2 separate regions of the Rattus norvegicus genome follow, and region 1 is linked to region 2. A link is a contact called in public Hi-C data. All regions are on one chromosome and are shown on one strand. The core of a region is the stretch at or near the end of the contact, and the rest is flanking DNA. Distances in the headings are between cores, read along the strand shown.

What was found. A called contact is a pair of places that touch in the nucleus more often than the background predicts.
Region 1: a Hi-C map of liver shows a contact between it and region 2, with 3 times the contacts expected there. The contact joins the promoter of Pkn2 here to the promoter of Gtf2b in region 2. A contact is called at or near these places in 2 of 12 Hi-C or Micro-C datasets (frontal cortex and liver) and 1 of 1 datasets of contacts at active chromatin or transcription factors (oligodendrocytes).

What each region holds. Positions count from the first base shown.
Region 1 is chr2:234,556,834-234,561,292 of GRCr8, reverse strand. It overlaps Pkn2 (protein kinase N2), which reads left to right and starts at 1,924. Exons shown (of 22, transcript NM_001105755.2): 1 at 1,924-2,327. The coding sequence starts at 2,280.
Region 2 is chr2:234,424,969-234,429,183 of GRCr8, reverse strand. Gtf2b (general transcription factor IIB) reads right to left here and starts at 1,450. Exons shown (of 7, transcript NM_031041.2): 1 at 1,425-1,450. The coding sequence starts at 1,441. LOC108350125 (a long non-coding RNA gene) reads left to right here and starts at 1,581. Exons shown (of 5, transcript XR_010064474.1): 1 at 1,581-1,720; 2 at 1,928-2,007; 3 at 3,083-3,216.

The sequences.
Region 1 (4,459 bases), core at 675-3,174, 130 kb before region 2:
AATGGTAAGTTTTGCTATGTATACTTTACAATAAAAAAATACTAGCATTAACTCCTACATCTTTGTAACTACTATTTAAAATTGCAACATAGTGTTTTGGACACAACACTGCTTCCTCAAAAGGACTCCCTACTCACTTGTTATAGTCTCTTTCTTAATCCTCCTTATAACTCCAGGGTCTAACTCTCTCTGACTATTAGTTACTGGGGAAGGTAATTATATATCCTGGCTTTTCCAAATGTTGTTAGTTCCTTGTTGCTTCTTTGATTAATAAGCCTTCACGTTATTTGCAAGAGTTACAAACGTTACTCTACACACTACAGAAAGTATGAAGACAAAGTAGTGTGTCTCAGGTTTATCGATCTACCATTCTTTTTTTTTTTTTTTTTTTTTTTTTTTTTTTGGTTCTTTTTTTCGGAGCTGGGGACCGAACCCAGGGCCTTGTGCTTCCTAGGTAAGCGCTCTACCACTGAGCTAAATCCCCAGCCCCTCGATCTACCATTCTTGAAGCAACAGTTAATAACCAGCCAATTCCAGCTCTAGCAAAGTATTTTAAATCCTGCAGTACGATGAAACTGGATCCGTGTTTATACATATTTCACTTAAGTTATAATCAGTATGTAGAATGAAACAGTATTCCTAAGACAAGATTTGGTGAAGTAACAGTGTGCAGCCAGCCATAAACCCATTTTAAAGTTGATTGTGTAACCTGATTAAGCTACCTGTTGCTTTTACTGTTTTCAGTCCAGGCAATTCATTAAACAGAACTTTCGAAGTACACAAAGTACACACTGGAAAATTTTGTCAATATATTGTGAATCGGTGTTAAAGAACTCTAGATTTTCAATGTTTTCTGAGTTCAGTGAGACTCTGGGAGACAATCTGTAGGAGCCTGCATCAATAACACAGGAAAAGTAAAGTTCTTCTCAGACCTGAACCTCCCCGCCTGGAGCCTGCCTTTAATTCCTCATACTCACTAAATGGCTACCACCACTTTCTCCAAATTGCTTTTAACCAGCTAGCTGCATTTAATCGTCAGAATCCCAAGTGAAGCCAACACAGAGAATCCACTCACTGATTAGACAAAAGCCACAGCTTGGGGTCTCTGTTGATACTTGTGATAGTGTTACTTGTAGAAGCCCCATGGAGTTACAACTACGAGTTACACTATGCTACTAAGTAGACTATGCTACTAAGTAGCTAGTTATGGGATGCTACTAAGTAGACTATGCTACTAAGTAATTAGTTCTCATTTATACCTCCCCCAGTCAGGTCGGCCTCGGTTCCTTCCCGAAGTTGATTCTGCCCCATCTCTTTCCGTTAAACTTAGATTAAAAAAAAAAAATCAACAAATGAGCCAGTTCAACTTTGAGCTCAGTAGTTTTCCAGCTCCAACCACCGCTCAGGGTAGCGCTCGAGGAAAAGGCAGCCAGTGGGGATTGCCCTGAAAAGTTGTTGGAGCTCTGACCACTCCCACTTCTCCAAAGTGCCTCTTCCGTGCCGGTTTGGCTCACAGTGCACCTTACTGGTGGCGACGTCGCGCGAGCCTAAGGCAAGAGGTTGACACGCTTGGGCAGGTTAGGGAGGGAGGAAGGGGCAGCACGGGGTGGGCGAGCTTCGGGACGAGGCTCCCCAGAAGGGCGGGCCGAAAGTAGCCCCAACCTGCGGCCGGAGGCCAGACTTAGCGTTCGCGCGGAGCCGTTAAGCGCAGCCGGAGGTGGGTGTGGCCTGCTCGCCCTTCCCGCCTCCCGGCGACGCGAGCCCGGGCCTTTCGCCTCAGTGTCACCCCGGCCCACCCAGAGCCCGCCCCGCCCCGCGCGCCTGGCCTCGGGGTCCCCGCCAACACCATCTTCCCAGAGCCCGCCCAGCCGGGGGCGGTGGCCGCGGCCGTCACGTGCGCCGGCAGCCGCCAAGTGAGGCTGCTTTTGCGACACGGTGACAGCCAAATGGTGCGACAGGAGGAGCTGCCGCCGCGGCCGCTGCGCCCCGCACCGAGAGCTCTGAGGCGGCTCCCGGCGTCGCCCTGAGGGAGCGGCTGAGGGAACAGAGTCCGGCGGGCGGCGGCGGGCGGCGAGGGGAGCCGCGCCGAGGGCCCTCGCTCCCCGCCGCTCTCCATGAGCCGGGCCGCCTGAGCCGCGCCTGCAGCCGGGCCGCGCCTCCATGACTCCCTAGTTGCTGCTTTCTCTCCGGTCCTCACCCCCCCGCCCGGCTCCCGTCCCGCCTTCTCCCTCGGCCGCGCCGCTGGCCGCTTTCAGGTGCGGAGTCCCGAGCGGAGCGCCATGGCGTCCAACCCCGACCGGGGGGAGATCCTCCTCACGGAGCTGCAGGTAAGGGCCGCGGCCCTGCGGGAGCGCCGCCCTGGGAACACGGGGGAAGGCGGCCGCGGGGTCTGGGACGCTGTGCGGCGCGCCCCTGGCCCGCTAGGTGTGGAAACTCGCGGGTTGTCAGGCCGGAGCCGCTTCTCCTCCCCGGGACCCAGTCTCCCGCGCGCTCTCGGAGGCCACCGGGCGGAGGGACACCGTCTCCGCGGGCGGGTCCGTGCGCTCGCTCGGGTCCCCTCCCGGTGTCACCGCCCCGCCCTCCCCCCAACCCCGCTCCCGAACTCCTTTGAATGACTCCCAGGCTGTGGGCGGTTCCCTCCCCTTCCCCTCCGACAGCACAAAGAGCGCCCCCCAGAACTTCAGCCCCGGAGGACTTGCTCCCAAGTGATGGCCTTGCGCTGCCAGCCCCCTTCAGGTGACGGAGAGCCTGTAGCGTGATCTGCGGGCCGCGGCTTTCTCTCAACTTTTCCTTTTTAACTCCATGAAAGATAGATAGGTGGTCTCTCCGATGACTCCCCCTGCTCACATCCGGAAGTTCAGATATTGATGCCTCCCCCACCCCAAGACTTTCATTTTCTCTCTGATTTGGACACAAGAGAGTGAGAGAGAGCTACAGAAGTTGTTTACAAACCAGAGAACAGTTCATTAAGTGAAAACGTTAGGCAGCACATGTCCGCAGAAGATAACAAAATAGATCTCTGAATTAGTGTATTCCGTGTCAAAGCAACATTATTCTTTTCCTATCTACAACAAAATATTTGATGAAGTAAGCACGATTTTTCTTTTGAGATCTCTATGGAGTCGAAGACTTAAGTTTACCATGTTGTTTAGTTTTCATTACTGTGGAGTATTCAAGGGATTGTTTACATCTGGATTAGAATTTTGTCTCTAAACTGGGTTTGTTTTGTTTTAATGTATTCATATTTTGGCTACTCAGTTGATTTTTGTTTTTATGATGACAAAGTTAATAATTGCTTCAATGTGTAAATTTCTTTTTGAAATGCCTTTCTTTCTAGATTCCATTATAAGTCTGGTATATTCGGACAATCAGATATCAGTTTAAACACATTGCTGTGATATTTGCTATATCTTAATCAAAATTAGAGACTTGTACAGGGCACACAAATACACTGCTGCACTTGTGGAATCCTTCGGAAATGTAAAGTTCAATTTCCTGTCATTCGAAAATGTCACTATATAACCTTTTAACTACAATTAGCTTTTAGTAAGCAACTCTTCACAACACAGATTTGCTAACTGAATAGATCCTTTTAGGAATTTACATGCTTCTAAAAGTAAGCATGTACTTTTGGTCTTAAATATTTTGGAAAAAGCATATATTGCCTTCTTTTGAAATATGAAAAGCATATTTATAGAAGAAAATGCCTTTAAAATGGCAGCATTTGTCTTATCTGTGGTGTTGAATTATAAAGTATATGGCATCCTTGTATTTTCGGGGGGTTGGCATAAATGCACTTATTTTGGCATTGTAACCGAAAGCATTTTTTATTATTAAGTTATATTTAGGAACTTTTTGTTAGTAAGGTCAATTTCAGCAGTAACAAGCAAGTTAAAGAAGGAAAAAAAACCCTTTAAATATGACAAGTTAAAAAGTGGAAACAAAGGAACACCCAATGGAGTTACTTTTTATAATAAAGTATAGCTTCCTCTAAAAAATAGTTCTTATTATCTGGTACTTCAACAACTTTTACATTGTCATATATGGAGGACATTTTTCTTAGTTTATTTACTCAGCTCTAATAAAAATTCTTGCATCTAAAGTTTATTATGTTTACTAATATTTATACTGTTCCCTATCATCACTTTACACCTCATTTATTCAAACATTTATTTCATTTAGTCATGAAAATGTACGTTGACTCAATATTTGCCAAAAGTTTATTCAGAGTCATTTTTTAAGCTTCTAAATTTTTTGAATTTATTTAGACTGAAAATTAGTTTCTTAATGATTTTCTGCCAAACTAGTATGTAACCAATTTTAAGATGTGTTTAATGGCTGAACACTGTTACTTCACCATATCTTGTCCTAACAATACTGTTTCACTCTAGATACTGATTATAAATTCAATGAAATTCTTATTTATAAGCATACATTCAGTTTCATTTTTTAACTATAC
Region 2 (4,215 bases), core at 201-2,700:
ACACTGGTGGAAAAACATGATAGGAACAATAATGACAGATTGAAAAGCTGGATGAGGTCCAGGCATATCTGCAATCCCCTAGCTTTCAAGGTGGACAGGAAGATTCTAGACCAGTAACTCAAAAACAAAAACTGGCTGTCCAGAAAAAAATAAATTTCAAGGAAATTTTTAAGGGAAGAAAAGTTTAAAAATTGTAACCAGTGATTTTACAATGTATACTATTCAAACACTACCACTTGTGTTTCAAGAATATAGGAGTTCCTTTTCCATACGGAAAGACAAGCAATGCCTACATAGGAACACACTCAGATTCCACGTCAGCCATGGGAAATTTCAACAGTATTTGGGGAAGCTGAAGGTTCCCATGTCCCTACAAGGAAGCCTTACCTGATAAAACCACACCCAGATGGAATGATTAAATCATAATTAATCTAATTAAACCATAATCAGTAAACAAGAGTGTCCATGGCTTCCACACATGAAGTTGAAGCGGCTTCCTATGCCCACCTCCCACTTTTTATAATAAACCGCAGACTTGGAGGTTCCCAGAATGGGCCGAGGTTTTGGTGAATAATGGCTTCCTGTGGTGACGTTTAGCAACTCCACACAGAGTAACCACTTCAGAAAAAAAGTGCCAGTAGTGAAGAACTTAATTTGATACTTTCTGTACATTCTGTGTTAACTGGAGACCAGTGGAATGATAATCACAAATAGGTATACTAGGCACTGGAAAGGTCAACATGCTAGCATGACTCAGTTTACACATATGCCAATATACTAATATGTACCTCATAGTGGTTACAAGAGATATATAATTAGGGTCTGCAAAGCATTTTGCAGGTCACAAGATTAAAGGCCGTCTCTGAGGACACAACACGCATTTCCTGTAGATATTAAGTGCACTGCGTTTTAAAAATACATTTAAAATGACTTCCAGCATATGTAATTAATTTTCTGCAGACAGCATCTCCTTCGGAGTATGCAATGATACTTTTCGGGGTGGGGACGGGGGTGGGATCTTTTAGGAGAATGAATCAAGTCTCCGTATGTGCTTTCATTTCCACTTCTCGGGGGAGCCACTGAGCTGGCGACCCTTTCCACCAGACAACCAATGTTGACGTTTCTCAACTTTGTGGCTGTCAGATCGACAGGGTCCTGGAACGTCGCTTCCCCAGCTTTTGGAAAGGCGGTTTCGGACCCTCAGACCGGATGGGCCATAAGGGAGGAAATACACAGAAAACATTAACATGACACAAAGACGGTTGGAGGGTCCGACCGAGACGGAGGTCGGGGCCGTGCCGATCCGCAGGGACAAGCCCGGGGGGCGATGACTCAGGCGGACAAGGGACGCCCGTGGCGGCCTTCTGGAGGAGCCTCGGCCCCGCGATCCCCATCTCCACTCGCTCGGAGGCCGTTGCACTCACCGGCTGGTCGACGCCATCTTCAAGGCTCCGCCAACAGCTCCGTCCAAAGCAGGAAGCAGCACTGGCTCTTAGACGCCCCGAGCCGGGATTTTATGTGCGAGTCACTCGCGCGCACTCCGCGCAGCTACGGGTCGGGAGGAAGGCCAAAAAGTGTTGGGTGCATGACGACGCGGGCTGTGTACTTCCTGGTTTTCTTTGCTGCGTGGCTCTCGGCTGCTTATTAATAGGCAAAATTTCAAAGCCTGGCGTGATAGCACGCATCATTAATCTCGGGAGGCAGAGGCTGGAGGATCTCTGTGAGTTTAGGGGAAGCCCGGTCTACACTAGGAGCTCCATAACAGCCGGAGGTAGGGTGGGGGAGTGGTGGGAGGAGAGAAAGTTCAAACAAGTCAAACAAAAAGCCAAAGCAAGAAGAGTCTCAGGATGAGCTGCACCAGAGCTAGCTCTCAAACAGACCAGATTAAAATGGGAGTTGCCTCAGATCTCCTGTTGTATTCCTGCAGTAAGAAGGTCGGAGGAGGATCTGGAGTCAGACCACGTTTCAAACAAACACCTTTAAACAAACAACACACAAGGAAACCAGGTTGGTTGAAAGGGACAAAGCCCTCACACCAAACCACTTTTTTATTTTTCAGTCAGTTTTCCCTGTCTGATTGAATCTCTCATTTGCCCTAAGGAATTTGTAATAAAAAGAGAAATTAGCTGTTGTCTTGAGGAACAGGTTATCAATTCAAGCTCTGTCATAGACCAACATGATTCAAAGTTCCTACATGTCCTTTACCTCAATAGTGTAGGGAATAGAGGGTGTCTGCCTCACAAACCCTTCTAGAATTGCAAGAGATCCAAGAGAGCCCAGTGATAGCCATATATATTGTGAGGCAGACAGAGAGTCTGGCCCTGCTATGACCCAGGTTTTTGTCTTTCCCCAATCATCATTGGACATTTGACTGAAAGCTGAGTATAGAAAAACTGATAAAACAGCTAACGACTGTCCTAGGGCCCAGATGCATTAATCAGCTAAACTCGTACCAACCTGGAAATAATAAGGCAGGTCTTGTGGTTCACCCCTGTAATTCTAGCACTTAGGTTGCAGAGGTGGGCAGTCTGGAATCCCAAGCCAGCCTGACCTGCAGAGTGAGACCCTGTCTCAGGTCCCACCCTCTTTCCTTAAGGTAATAACGATACACTCTTGTAAATAAACCCAGTGGACAAAATCTGAATCAAAATAACCACAAGGTGGGCATCTTCCACTGAGACGAAAACTCAGTAAGCATTTTATTTGTTAATGGCCATCAAATGCCATTGTTGAAGTGGGAATTTCTGGTTTGGTTGGAGACTCAGTTGTTTCATGTGATGTTTTTCTGGAAAGTGTCTTATGTGAGGATGTTTTGCTGAGAACAGACACAGAGTGTTTTCCTGGAAGCTGCCTAGTGAATGGGCATGTGGTGTTTTGATGGAGCAGATGCTTGAGCAGACATATGATTGGAAAGAGTGTATGTAGAACCCAACAGAGAGTGTACAGTGCTCTTGCATTGGTTTGCCTTGGGGCTCTTTGCTGGTCTTCCTTAGGCTTTGCTGAGTCTGGTCTTCGCTGATGACACTCTTGCCTTGGTTTGCCTTGCTTCCTTGGCTGATCGCTGCTTGTTGTGACTTCATAGAGAGCAATGCACCAAAGAACTTCTGGTGGTATTCCAACTGCTTCTTCCTGCTTCTGAGGACTTGTACTCATAGGTGGGGGCCTGATGGTTTCTACTGGATCTAGCCATTCCTACTGATTCGTGTTTGATGTTTGGTGAGTATACTGGACTGCTGCTGCTGATTTGGTGTTTTGTTAGTGGATGGGACTGCTGGCAATGAAGATTTGAATTGCTCCAAAGAACCATTTCTAAGCATGTTCCCAACCCCTATTTCCTATTAACGTTTCTTTCTCCCTACTTCTGGTGGGTGGTGGGCTAGAAGAGAGTTTGAAGCCTTAAAGTAGGTTTTGAAATCTCCAAGCCTAGACATTCTTTTCAAGATCTTTTTGTTTTGGTTGTTGTTGTTAGTTTGTTTGCTTTAAGATGGGGTTTCTCTGTGTAGCCTTGGCTGTCCTAGAACTCTGTAACCCAGGCTGACCTGTGAATCAGAAATCCACCTGCCTTTTGGGGTTAAAGGCATGTGCCACTGATGTCTGGCTATCAGACATTGTTTTCCTGAGCAGAGTAGAAGCTACTAGCTTCAACTGAAAGAACAAGAGGTGCTGGGAATGTCGGTCCTTTGGTAGACTCGTAGACTACATGAAGGCTTGGGTTCAGTACCCAGCGCTACAGGGAACAGGTGTGATAGTGCAAACTGTGCTGTCACCACTCAGGCAGGAAGAGCAGGACCTCAAGGTCATCTTTGGATACATAATGAGTTTTAGGCTAGCTCGGTCTATGGGAAAACCTATCCGTTGTAAGCACACTATGCCTGGGATACATTGCTCTAGGAGACTCTTTTACACATGGCCTTTGACTCTGTTTTGAGGGAGGAGAGTGCAGCACCTGGTTTCTTTCCACAGTATGAGGATGTATTGAATAACAATAAATGAGCAAGGCTCGGTGGTTTCCATGGCAGCAGTTTAGTTAGGTGTCATTTCATCCAGCCAGTTTTAATCTGGCTGAGGAATGTCGAGTCTCTTATTCCACTCCCAACTACTAACGTTAACTCTCCTATCCCTCTGGTAACTATCTCTGTATATCTATATGCATGTGTGTGTCTGAATGGCTCAACGTGTTAGAGCAGCTGATCAGAGTTTACGAGGCATTAGAAG